Regions from separate parts of the Rattus norvegicus genome. Here all the other regions are linked to region 4. Evidence: chromatin contacts called from public Hi-C data. All regions are on one chromosome and are shown on one strand. The core of a region is the stretch at or near the end of the contact, and the rest is flanking DNA. Distances in the headings are between cores, read along the strand shown. Region 1 has its middle 600 kb from the start of Rfpl4b. Region 2 has its middle 500 kb from the start of Trnap-agg35. Region 3 has its middle 440 kb from the start of Trnap-agg35. Region 4 holds the start of Marcks (myristoylated alanine rich protein kinase C substrate).

What was found. Hi-C and Micro-C count contacts between places; a contact is called where the count stands out from the background.
Region 1: a Hi-C map of Schwann cells shows a contact between it and region 4, with 12 times the contacts expected there. The contact joins the enhancer-like site here to the promoter of Marcks in region 4. A contact is called at or near these places in 1 of 12 Hi-C or Micro-C datasets (Schwann cells) and 1 of 1 datasets of contacts at active chromatin or transcription factors (oligodendrocytes).
Region 2: a Hi-C map of kidney shows a contact between it and region 4, with 4 times the contacts expected there. The contact joins the enhancer-like site here to the promoter of Marcks in region 4. A contact is called at or near these places in 2 of 12 Hi-C or Micro-C datasets (kidney and psoas muscle).
Region 3: a contact with region 4 is called in a Hi-C map of Schwann cells, with 11 times the contacts expected there. The contact joins the enhancer-like site here to the promoter of Marcks in region 4. A contact is called at or near these places in 1 of 12 Hi-C or Micro-C datasets (Schwann cells) and 1 of 1 datasets of contacts at active chromatin or transcription factors (oligodendrocytes).

The regions. Positions count from the first base shown.
Region 1 is chr20:43,210,787-43,213,709 of GRCr8, forward strand. No RefSeq gene overlaps it. Among named protein-coding and RNA genes, the nearest start is that of Rfpl4b, 600 kb to the right of the region's middle. Within about 2 kb of position 1,310, at least 1 of the 93 cell types and tissues checked has an H3K27ac peak or open chromatin away from gene starts, as enhancers often do. A contact at or near this core is called in Schwann cells, where this site is marked.
Region 2 is chr20:42,974,489-42,977,772 of GRCr8, forward strand. No RefSeq gene overlaps it. Among named protein-coding and RNA genes, the nearest start is that of Trnap-agg35, 500 kb to the left of the region's middle. Within about 2 kb of position 1,378, at least 5 of the 93 cell types and tissues checked have an H3K27ac peak or open chromatin away from gene starts, as enhancers often do.
Region 3 is chr20:42,914,816-42,917,683 of GRCr8, forward strand. No RefSeq gene overlaps it. Among named protein-coding and RNA genes, the nearest start is that of Trnap-agg35, 440 kb to the left of the region's middle. Within about 2 kb of position 1,471, at least 3 of the 93 cell types and tissues checked have an H3K27ac peak or open chromatin away from gene starts, as enhancers often do. A contact at or near this core is called in Schwann cells, where this site is marked.
Region 4 is chr20:42,244,240-42,247,271 of GRCr8, forward strand. Marcks (myristoylated alanine rich protein kinase C substrate) reads right to left here and starts at 1,643. Exons shown (of 2, transcript NM_001271090.3): 1 at 1,160-1,643. The coding sequence starts at 1,261.

The DNA of each region.
Region 1 (2,923 bases), core at 60-2,559, 970 kb after region 4:
ACTCAAATGCCAGAGCAATGCATTTCTCACCCCATTATTCAAATTTTGCTTCCAATGATTTAACACTCTCTGCTTACCTAACGGCCCATGTCCTCCCTCTTTATCTGGGCATTTGGCCAGTTCTACCTCCTCTTTCTTGTTTGATGTGAGTAGGTTGGACACTGGAATATTGATGGGCGTTTAAGGAATTCTTCATGATAGCACTCAAATTATATTATAAAGATTACTTTTCTTCATAGTATAAACACAATTAATCTGACTGATGTTAAACAGGTTTTTAATGAAATGTTTTATTCAAGTCAATTAATTTTGATCCTTAGACATGATCAAAAAAGTATGTTCTTTAAGTTGCCATTGATATATAACTAATGTCATATTAACACAGCTTGAATAAATAAAATATTCCTTTGCACGTAGATAGCTAACTTTACTATCTTCATTGTCCATCATATATAATTAAGCACTTGGAAATTAAAAAATATTTTAGAATATTATTTTTGAACCTAACTTTATATGAGGCATATTAAAGAAATAATTAATTTTTTATATTTTTTTCTTCCCAGTATTATATTTGAGAGTTATCATAGAAAAGTCATTTTGCACAGGGCATATAATATTAGAACCAACTAATAACATATTGTTTTATTGTAACCATAGCAGTTTCCCATGGTTGAATTCCGTCTGTAGAATACACGTACACAGTTCTCCATGACTTCAGTGAACTGTTATTTTATGCAAATACATTTGTAGCTGTTGGGTCTTCTTCACTACAAATATCCTTTAATTAAACAAATATAATTGACATAGGAGAGATTAAGTTTAAAGATGGCAAATAACTAGAAATGCACACTTGATACAGCATGTAATTTAAGTAGTAAGACTGTTAATTTTTTTAAATTCATATTTAGCTTCTCTGTATAAGGCTTTGTTTTTTGCTAAGTGGATATAGTAGTAGAAATGGGTGAAATGAGTCTGAGCAAAACCAAAGAACTAACTGAAAGAAAATTAGAATCCAAACAACAAGTTGTGGTTAGAATGGAATTTTTTTTTTTACAAAAATGTATTTTGAAAGAAACGCTTTGAAGTATCAATAGGCTTTTTATGCCAAAATTATTCACAGATTATCTAAGACTAAATTAGAATTTGGAAACAACATAATGTCGCATTATCTATGTTCACAAATATATACCAACTGAAAGAGGAACTATGAAGACATTCTTTTCTAACAATAGTGAACATTACTTCCAAAACGGCCTTTAAAGTTGGAGTCTTTAAAGTCAGAGGGCATTTTCCATCTCAGCATTAGGAATGTAGGTTTTCACCCATGGGATACCCATTTGTTCAGTCCTGCACGGAAACGAGAAAATGAGTATCATGACATTATAGTTTGTGACTGTTTTCAGGATCTGGCAAATCGGTTGGAAATGTTTATTTCTGGCATGCAGTGTATTCATTTATAACTAGATTTCTTTGGTGTCCTTGGGTGGCATTTGGGAATGATCTGGTGTGGAGTTTTTATTTGTTTTTAGCAATAAGAAAGATGTGGTTTGTACAAGCACTCATGCCAATTGCCTGGTCACTATTAAGCAAATCAATTCTCCTCCTCCTCGTCCTCCTCGTCCTCCTCCTCCTCCTCCTCCTCCTCCTTGTCCTCCTCCTCATCCTCGTGTTCGTCCTCCTCCTCGTCCTCCTCCTCCTCGTCGTCCTCCTCCTCTTCCTCCTCTTCCTCCTCCTCCTTTTTTAAAGATAGTAAGGATTATTCTGAGTTTCCAATCTTTATTCCACTGAGCTCTCAAAGCCCAGGGAATCATATGAGACTTTTAGACAGAAACTCCAAGAAAGTATAGACAAGTTTAGCTGAAATGACCAGGCAGAAATGACCAGACCTTCTAATAGCAAGGTTCAGGTAGAGCACTTAGCGCCCATGTGCACTTGAGGTATAAGAGGGCAAGAGGCTGAGCTTCTCTGAATTGCTGTTCCTCATGGTAACAAGTCTCTTCACTGATTTGCTGTAAGTTCTTGCTTAGGGTCAATGAATGTTAACGGTTCTTACTGCCTTTGTATCATTATTAATCAGACAATCTTGTGAACACAATAATCAACCAAAAGAAGTCATTTTAGCGTTCTCATAAAAAGAACAAGGTTACCAAAAACTTAGTTAAAAAAAAAACTTACAATGTACACATGTTCCCTTAGTGTTTAGCTACACAAGTGGACCGGTATGGATTTTCATACTGATGAATGGTACTTCATCATCAAAAGAACATTTGCATTGATCTTAACTGACCATTTGGAGGTAAAACCATAGACACTTTGATTTGGCCACTTTTTCCTTCTTCCTGGAGAGTATTCATCTCATATCTCAATTTTCTGCTAACTTTCAAAGCCTTAGTATACAATGGGTAAGTTTGAACACTTGGGAAGGAGTCAACAAGGTCAGAAATTTAAGGTCCTCTTTCTTGATTATGTATAGAGTTTGAGGCCAGCCTAACTCACAGAAGACTGAAAGTAAACAAAAAAATAAGTGCGATTCTAAGGATAAAGTGTAGTTTATTTTTTTCTTATTTACAGATAAGATGACAAAACATGCAGTATTTTAGTGGCTTGTTCATGATCACAAAGCAGACGCCCTGAAAAAAGATCAGGAACACACAAATAAAACACAGAAATCAGTTCCTCACAAGCACTAATGTGCATAGGAATAGACTATAATTATTTCATTTTCTAAAGACTCCAAATCAAGGGAAATCGTGAACACTGAGAATCAAGTGTGGCCTAAACATACTGTTTGGCTATGAAGAGACCTTTTTGCTGCAGAAGAATAAAAATATTTGACACATCGTTGAAAAAAGAGAAAAAGGGAGATTAAAAACAGCAAATGAGAACTTGGAATGTGGTTGAATAACAGAGTGCTTGCTGAGTA
Region 2 (3,284 bases), core at 128-2,627, 730 kb after region 4:
TAATTATAAATTATTTGATTTGATAGTTTCAATAACTTCACAGTAAATCAAATATCAATTAATATTTTCATAGAATAAAAGTGTTTTTTCCACAGTTTAAAAATGATACATGCCCAGATAGTGACTAAACAAAAGATATAGTATTTAGATTCTGATAGCTCACCTTTCAGTCTCTCATCATTTGTCTGTCTCTATGCCAACTTACCATCTACATTGTTCTTTCAGCTATAAAGCACTTCATCAATATAGCAGTTCATTCCTACTAAGGATATAACACAAAGCTTACATAGGCGAATGCCAGCAACAAACCACCGAACTGAGAACCGGACCCCCGTTGAAGGAATCAGAGAAAGGACTGAAAGAGCTGAAGGGGCTTGAGACCCCATATGAACAACAATGCCAACCAACCAGAGATTCCAGGGAAGCCACTACCCAAAGACTATACATGGACTGACCCTGGACTCTGACCCCATAGGTAGCAATGAATATCCTAGTAAGAGCACCAGTGGAAGGGGAAGCCCTTGGTCCTGCCAAGGCTGGACCCCCAGTGAACGTGATTGTTGGGGGGAGGGCAGTAATGGGGGGAGTATAGGGAGGGGAACACCCATATAGAAGGGGACAGGGATGTTTGCATGGAATAAAAATCTCAGATTTGAAGACTACAAACCATTTTTCTTCTGAATACAAATATGGTCTCTCCCCCTCTGCAAGGACTTCACAGAAAAATCTGAATAAAAAGCGAGTATCAATTCACCAATTACCGAAACAGATGTTTTTCCATCGCCCTCCCCATGGTGGCTCCTGCTCTATTTGAAAAGTATGTCATAAATATGGACAGAGTTGTTTGTAAGGATTCCTTTAAGGCTCTTTTATGTTGAATGAAACATATAGTTCCTCTCAAAAACTTTAAATAGATAGAAATAGAAGTACAACATCACGAACCAAACCTGACCCTTGACGGTGAAAAGCCTAACATGGAGGTCAGAGAATCTGTTTGACTCAATCCTTACAGCCTGGCTTTTGTTCCATTCATGAATTTAGCAATTGGCCCTAAGAGGTCTTCTGTCTGTAGCATTACGTTTCTCGCAGTGCAACATTAAAGTTGAAGCTGTTTTTCATAACCAAATAACTGCTTGAGTTGGGGCGCCAGGATTCTCCTACATGATTTATTCTCTGGTGATTTACACTAGCTGAGGAGGAAGGGTCCTGTGCCTGCAAGCTGTGCGTGTGGATCGTGACCATGTTCTCTTCCCCAGATGGAAACAGACAGAGGAAAAGCAAAGTCTTCCTGCAGGAGCGGCCCCACTCTGGAGGCCCCTCGACAGCTGCGTGGAGGGCCACCTGGGCCACGGCCCCTTTCAATAGCTGGATATCCTGTTGGGCTTTGCTGCTGCAGAACTGTCCGGGACAATCGCCTGGGAAGTGAATTGTGACTTTCCAGGGTTTTAAGCTTGCCAAGATTAGTTAGGAAAACACAGTTTGGGGTTATACAAATTCCAAATATTCTGGCTCCCTTGTTGCCTGAAACTCGAAAGAAAGAGAAAGTATTTGTGGGGTTTGTGAGTTTATGTGTCTTCTGAAGCAAGAGTTCCTGTATGAGAATGTATAAATTATCAGATGTTTCTGTATGCAAGCCAAGGCATCCTCTAAAATGGTACAATTAAAACACGGACACTCCCTGTGTGCCTCGAGGAATAGCAAGCAGAAACTGTTCTCAGAGTATGACAAAGAAACGCTGACTGTGAAGGTCCAAAATCATTGTTGAGACTTCCCTGGATATGCAATGTCTTCAAGTTTTAGAAAATATATTCATTTAAAATTGTCTGGATGATCTCGAAAGAAATAGAACTGATGATATAAAGGAAGTTGGAGAGAAGAGGAGAGGGAGAGGAGAGGGAGAGGGGGAGGGGGAGGGGGGAGGGGAGGGGGAAGGGGAGGGGGAGAGGGAAAGAGAGAGAGAGAGAGAGAGAGAGAGAGAGAGAGAGAGAGAGAGAGAGAGAGAGAGAGAGAGAGAGCTCTGTGACTAAGACCATTTGCTGTACAATCAGGGGACCTGAATTGAGATCCCACATCACGAACCAGGGATCTCTCCCAAATCCCTGTTACTCCAGCCCCTGGGGATTTTGTTGGAGGATGGTTTTGTGCACTGTGTATTCAGAGGCTGAACTGTGCCCAGAGATCTGGTTACAATCCAGACATTGGCATTGTTATTATCTTTGGAGCATCTCCTGTCTCAATGTTCTGTAAAGATTGTTTTCTATCACCTCTGATTGGTTAATAAAAAGTGGATTTAGCCAATAGCTGGGCAAGAAAGAGAAGGCAAGACTTTCAGGCCCAGTGAGAGGAGTCTCTGGTGGGGACCAAAAAAAGAGAGATTAGCCATGAGCAGGATTCCAGGGTCATCACCATGAGGACACCACCAGCAAGAACATCTAGGGCAAGACTAATATGGTAAGTAAGTAATGAAGCAAGTGGCTGGGAAGTAGACCAGGCTGGTACAGTCACGTTAAAATAGCTCAGAATCTGCCCAGTTTAGTGCCTGAAGTTTTTAATAAAAATACAAGGTCTTTGTGTTATTTATTGGGGGAGATAAAGGGGTAATAGAAAAGCACCCTCCCTCCAATTTACTTTGCAGGATTTATTTCTGCCCTCCACATGCAGAATTAACCGCACCTACAACATTTGTGGCGATATACTCAGATAGACACACAGATATGTAGACACAAATAAATGTTTTTGTAACAGAATGAAAAACACAAATGTCTGCTTGTGTCTTTCCTATGAGGTGAGTCCAACGTTTCAAACAGAGTCTATAGAGGGATATATTCAAGTGGACAACTGAGTTGGGAAGATCCTTAGACCCTACAACATCCAAAAGTATTGGCTTGTCCTTATTTGAAGTGGATAAACACATAAATATATAATGCCAAGAGATTGTAAGTGTCCCCTTCCTCTCCCTTTCCAGTTTATGTCTTAGCCTTCTGAATAAGCATCCTTATCGATCCACAGCATGTTTTAACGTCAGGAGCTTTCTCACTAAAATGCCGAACCTTTTTGTCTACATTAGATTAAGGAGTATTCCTTTCCTTCCTGTCTTAATTTTGGTTTAGAGAATGGTCTTCATTGAAACAGTACAGGTTAGCAGAATTGTTAACTCCCTAAAGGGAGTAGCCATCTATCGTGAAGATGGTGGATTGCTCAGTTGACAGGCATCTATTTGAAAAGATGACTTTAAATGATTAGTCAGGTGTCAGACCTTGTAATTGCGATATTTAGCCTTGTGC
Region 3 (2,868 bases), core at 221-2,720, 670 kb after region 4:
TTGTGATCATAGACATCTAATCCTCCAAACCAGGCAAAGATATATTTCCAATCACTGAGCTGTTCTGTTTATGACATTTTGTTCTAACAAACGCATACTTCCAATGGTGTTTTAACTGCGTCAAGACAGAACTGTAATGTAGTGAAGAATCAGCATGCGCCCCTGGGCCCTTACATTTTTCTCTTTCTTTCTGGGCTACTTTCTGACTCTTTTCATGCAGCCCCATTGTCTATCAGTTAGGCAAATATAATGTGATTCTCTTCATATTTCTGCTCTATGAAATGGTCCATCCTGCTAATATTACTTATCCACCAATCAATATCACCTTCAAAACTTAGCTTAAACTCACTCTCCGGGAAGCCATCCTTGTTCCCTAAGTCTGGTGATCAAGGGAGTCTATGGCATTTTTGGGCATAGTCTTTCATAAGATTCAAAACTTGTTTCTACTTGAGAGCTGTTACTAATACAATTGATCAGTATATGTTGTCCACACATTGTCTGTCACCTCATGAGTCGTTTGTTGCATTTACTGCTCTGTCTGCAACCCTTGCTCTATCTGGTCAAGTCTTGGTGTTTTGATTGTGTTTTACTGAACCATCACAATGAAGAGGTTCACCGTAGGATCATGACCTTGCTGGTAAATATGTAAGTTTATATAGATGGCTTTAGAAGCACTCTTAGAAAAACTTCTAGTTATTAGCAAAATCCAATTAGATAAGTAACTTTTAACTGAATCTGAAGTAATTACTTGTAGGAAAAGAAATGTTACTTATTCAACTCAGTTTATCAAAGACACTGGTTTATTTTATTTCCTCAATCAAATTTGCTAAACAGAATTTGTTGGACTCTGGTGCACACCAGACTGACTTTATTTAGAGACATGGATGAAAGAATTCTATAAAAAGATGACTGCATTGTATCTTACATTAGCAATTTTCAATCTTGACAGAAATAGTTTGAATGTACTTGAGACTAAGCAGCATCATATAATATTTGGCTCTGTGTGCATTTCTCTCTGGTAACAGGGTTTGTTACAGCTCTTGTTTATGCCTTGTTCATACCAAAGGATGGAGTCCTTCTTAAAAATCAAAAATGATGGGGGTGGGGGGTTCCAGTCCCATGTGAGCAATTAGGAGGCAGGGATGGTGAAGGCACTTTTACTGTTAGGGCTCATTTTAAGGGAAAATTAGAGTTGCTCAGAGAGACCTTTTTATATGTGTACCAGGCTCTTCTGGTCTTGAGGAACGTGGTGTGACACTGGGACATTGCTAAAGAAGCTTTCGGTAAATGCTTTCATGATAGGCACAACGGTGCCATCTATTCATTACTGGTAGTCCTTATGCAGTTGACTGTTCCTGAGTAGGCTAAGGACAAAACTCGCAATGTAGCTTGGCCATCATTTGCACATTTATTTACATGTCAAGGCTTTTGTTCAGATTGTGACTGAAGCCCATTTGTAGAGTCAGGCATAACGAAGTGGGACTCATTGAGATTCACTTCAGGACATAGCCTAACAAACAGGATCTTCATTCTGAGCTTATCCAAATGCGCGTAATTTGGTAAATTACTCATTTTATCTGAATGCATTAGTCATCATTTATGAATGTCACTGAGAATGAATGGACTTCCCTCAAAGCTCAATAGAAAATTTCATCATGCTGCAAATGCCTGCAAATGTCTGCTGTTTTTCCATGACATATTTTTTTTTTCTGTTGCATTTTGAATTTTGAAACTGTAAGCCAAATTAGCATCAATAAAATAAAGAATCCTATCTTATTAACTAATGGATCTTTATAAAATATTGTTCTTTGGATAAATGTGGGTAGCAGTCATATCACAGTGCAGTAAAATGCAGTACTCTTGGTGATCTTCAGATTCCTAATTTGCTATTGAGAGATAGAGAAATCTTCATAATGATCAACACAAATAGCTCTTAGTAAGAAGACAAAATCTGTCTTTAGGCAGACAGTAAGACAATGCCTCACTAGTAAACCTTGAAGAAATCATGTGTGTGTGTGTGTGTGTGTGTGTGTGTGTGTAGTGATGATAGATGTTTATTGAATATATTGATTAATTTAAAAAAAAACAGAGGGGGGAAAACCTTGAACAGAAATACTAAACTTAGCTGCAGCTATGGAAGGACTATCTTCATGTCATTAATTTATCTAGGTTTCTAAGGCCTATTAGAAACCTGGATTTAATTATATTTCTTCAAATGTTTAAATACTGATAATTGATTTTAATTAAAATCATGCTAAATCCAAACAAGCTATACATATAACATTATAAAAAATACTCATACCTAATGATGAGTAATAGCTATATAAAACACCTTCACATGTATGTAAGATACTCGGAAGAAATGTCTTCTGTGAGCCAAAGACTCCTTTCTTCTGCATGTACAGTTGATGAATCTTCTTGTTTTAAGGGTTCTATTCAACCCATCATACTCCCTATCCATGCTATCAACACAACTCTGAGGACTGGATACATCCTCAAGACCCCTGCCCCTTTAGCTTTCTGTTCATAAAAATAAGCCTTTCAGTTTATGCATGCACTGGAATACTGTGTGAGTTAAAGGATGTATTAAAAGCATTTTTAGGTAAGTGGCAGCATTGTTCAGGATGGGCACACACTCATGAAAGTTATGGTCGAGAGGGGAAATCTCTATGAGAGCAGAAAATCTGCAATAATGGTTCTGATTTTTGCTTACCCTAGTGAAACAGAAAAAAGGGGGAAGGCTGGAAAATTTTCATAACACCCCTCACCTGGCTTTAAACCCCAGAGCATCAGGGAGCATGGTGTTGTCTTGATATTGAGTGGCGTAATGGTAATGATGTAAATTCAGTGCTTACATGACTTAACACT
Region 4 (3,032 bases), core at 393-2,892:
GAGGCGCCCCCGAGCCGGGGATCGCGCAGCCCGGGAGTCCGCAAACAAAGCTCAGGTGGCTGCCCCGGGTCGGCCTCTCCGAGGCTCGGCAACCAGCAGCGCTGGGGAAAACCCATTATGTCTGAAGTCTGGCCTCTGCTCCCACGCCCACCTTCGCCCATAATTCTGCAAATCGGGGTGCGCCGGGACAGCTTCTTTTTGCATTTTTAACGGGCTTAAAGCCTCTAGACAGAGCACGTCTTGCCCCAGTAGGTTTAGAGCAGGCCTTTTTTTTTTCCTCCAGGAAAAGAGGCGTGGTGGGTGCCTGGTGTTTGGGAAGCAGCCACCCATGGCCGACCTCTTGAGCCCACCCAACCATGGCTCTCTGCCTGGGTCGCAGCAGCACTAGGGCAATTCTCGAGGGTGGCCGAGGTGCCATTCACAGGAACGGTCCAGACCAAAACACCAAAACTGCTCCCCTCTTGGTAGGCAGGAAAGGGTCTTCAAAAACCTACTGAGTATTCCCACCACACCAGGATAGCATTTAAAAAGTCATATGGGTGTGTAATTACACAGCTACCAAAGGGGGGGGGCATCGGAAAGGCACTTGGAAAAGCTGCCTGTCCAGCTCTAACCAGCCACCTTTCCAAGAAACCCGAGGCATACTGCCTCTGGATACAATAAGACAAGCCTTCTCTCTCTGCTTGGCTTTCTCCACCGCCATCCACGTTGGCTCCCCCCTTCCTACCCACATACACACACGCGCGCGCACACACACAACCACACCAGAAATCTCAAAGACGACCCAATCTCGACAATAAATACGTGAGCCACCCAAACACTGCTGTGGCCCCAAATGCAAATGCAACCTGGAGGGGCGTTGGGGGGGGTGTGCATCTAACTAGTCACGTTCAGCCAATTTCCAAACCACGCCATTTTAGGCGATTTATCACTCTTCCTCCGGTCTACTCAAGAATTCGCCAGGATCCTTAGGAACCACTCCTTTGGTTCTTATGAAAAATTGACAATTTAGGCTATCGTTACCCATTCAACTTTCAGACTAGGATCTGGCCACGCTCCCCTCCCCGGAATGCATCTCGGGCGCGACCAGAGGGAAGGCGAGGCGTCCAGATTAGAGAAAGACACCCAAGAAATGCCCAGAACCACAGGTAGAATTTACCTGCCCATTTGCTTTGGAAGGCGACGAGGCCACAGCCGCCTCCCCGGGCCTCTCAGCGGCGGCTTCTCCCTTCGCTGCGGTCTTGGAGAACTGTGCACCCATGCTGGCTTCTTCAACAAAGAAACTCAACAGATCCAAGAGAGGAAACAAAGAGCCTTGGGTTGGTGTAACGACGGGGCGAGCAGCAGCAGCGGCGGCAGCAGCAACAGCGGCGGCGGCACACACACCGGAGGGAGGGGGTGGGGGTGACGAGGAGGACAGAAGAGACCCGATTAAATACACTCCGGATAAAAAATTTTTAGTCGAAGAGATCAAAAAGCAGCAGCGCAGGAAGGAGGGAAAAAGGTGGAAAAGTCGAGCACAAAAAAGGAGCCCAAGTGTAGTTTTTTAAAAAAAGAAGTAATAAAAAAAAATCCCAGATTTGTAGCCGCACTGTAGACAAGAGGAAAATGGAGAAATCTCCCTGGTTGCTAATAAGATGCGGGGTCCAACGCCCAAGTGCACAGATGAATGGGCTCGCGGGCGCTGACGCGGCCCCCGCGCGCGCTGGCCAATCCGCGCGCCGCACACAAAGCAGGAGGCGGGGCCTGCGCTCCGGGCGAACAATGGAGCCGCGCTTTGCAAACGGTTTGAAAAATCAGCCTCAGACCGAGAATTAATGTCCTCCAAATAAATAAATCAATTAAAAATTACGTGCTTCTCGTCTCCCTCGGCCAGAAAATAATAATGCATTTCTTGATTGGCTTGCTTTGTTTGGAATTAATTAACACGGGAGGGGGTACTTATGGATGGGGGCGGAGAAAGCCTTAACTTGACTCGCATTGACTCTTGCTGGTCTATATCCGCGTCTGTCTCTAGCCACTCTCTCCCCTCCCCCATCTTCTCTGTGTGTTTACGTGTATAAGTGTGTACGCGAGTGTTAAAGACAATGGATAGGATTTGTGTGCTAGCAGCTTTTTTTTTCCCTCCGCGTTTCATAAGGGTTTCACAGTGCGCAAGGATTTTGGGGGTTTTGTTTGTTTTTTTCTTTCTTTAAACTGCTGCAATTGGTAAATCGTCCCACACTGAAAGGTATTTAAACCACGAAGATCGAATTTCACCTAGCGAGATCTCCAGTTGGAATTAGGTCTGTAGGCCAGATGTGGGAAATGCAAAAGCAGCAAACAGCCTAAGCCATGCTTCTTCCTTTCTCCCAGAGGCGTGAAATAAAATATTTTAAAAATGTTCCTTGGAGCGCTTCAAATCGCGTCTCTCCGGCTATTCCAATTAGCGATCACTTTTCTAAAAAACACAGTGAGGACCATTTGCAGAAGATCGAAACTCGCTAGCATGTTACCGCTGTATGAAACGACATAATTAATTTCCCTCTGTGGTAAAACGAGACGGAGCCTTGAGTGTACGAATCCATATTTACAGTTGGGAGACAGCTACTCTCGTCGACATGAGTTGTTTTCCCAGCTTGCTGCCAACAGCGGAGGGACTCTCATTTTGAACTTGTCCGTGCACAGCATCAAGTGTGCTCCAGGAAGAGAGGCAGCAGCGAGGAAAGTCTACTGAGTCCTAGTCTCAGAAGAAATCGCCTGCACTGTTGAGAGACAGCAAGAAAATCCCTGGAGACTCCACGTCTAACCCAGGCTAAGGCTCTACAGCGGTGTGTAGGATATCTCTCTCGTTCACTACAACCCTTACCACCAGACGCTTTTAGTGTGTGAGAGAGCAGGCGTTGATTTAATGTATCTGGAAGGGAGAAGGGATAGAGGACGCAACTTAATACACATTCATCTACCACCCATATTTTCGCTCATGAGAAAATCCAAACCATCTTTCGGCGTTTGCATTTAATGACTGTGCAACGTGAACGATGGAGGCGAGA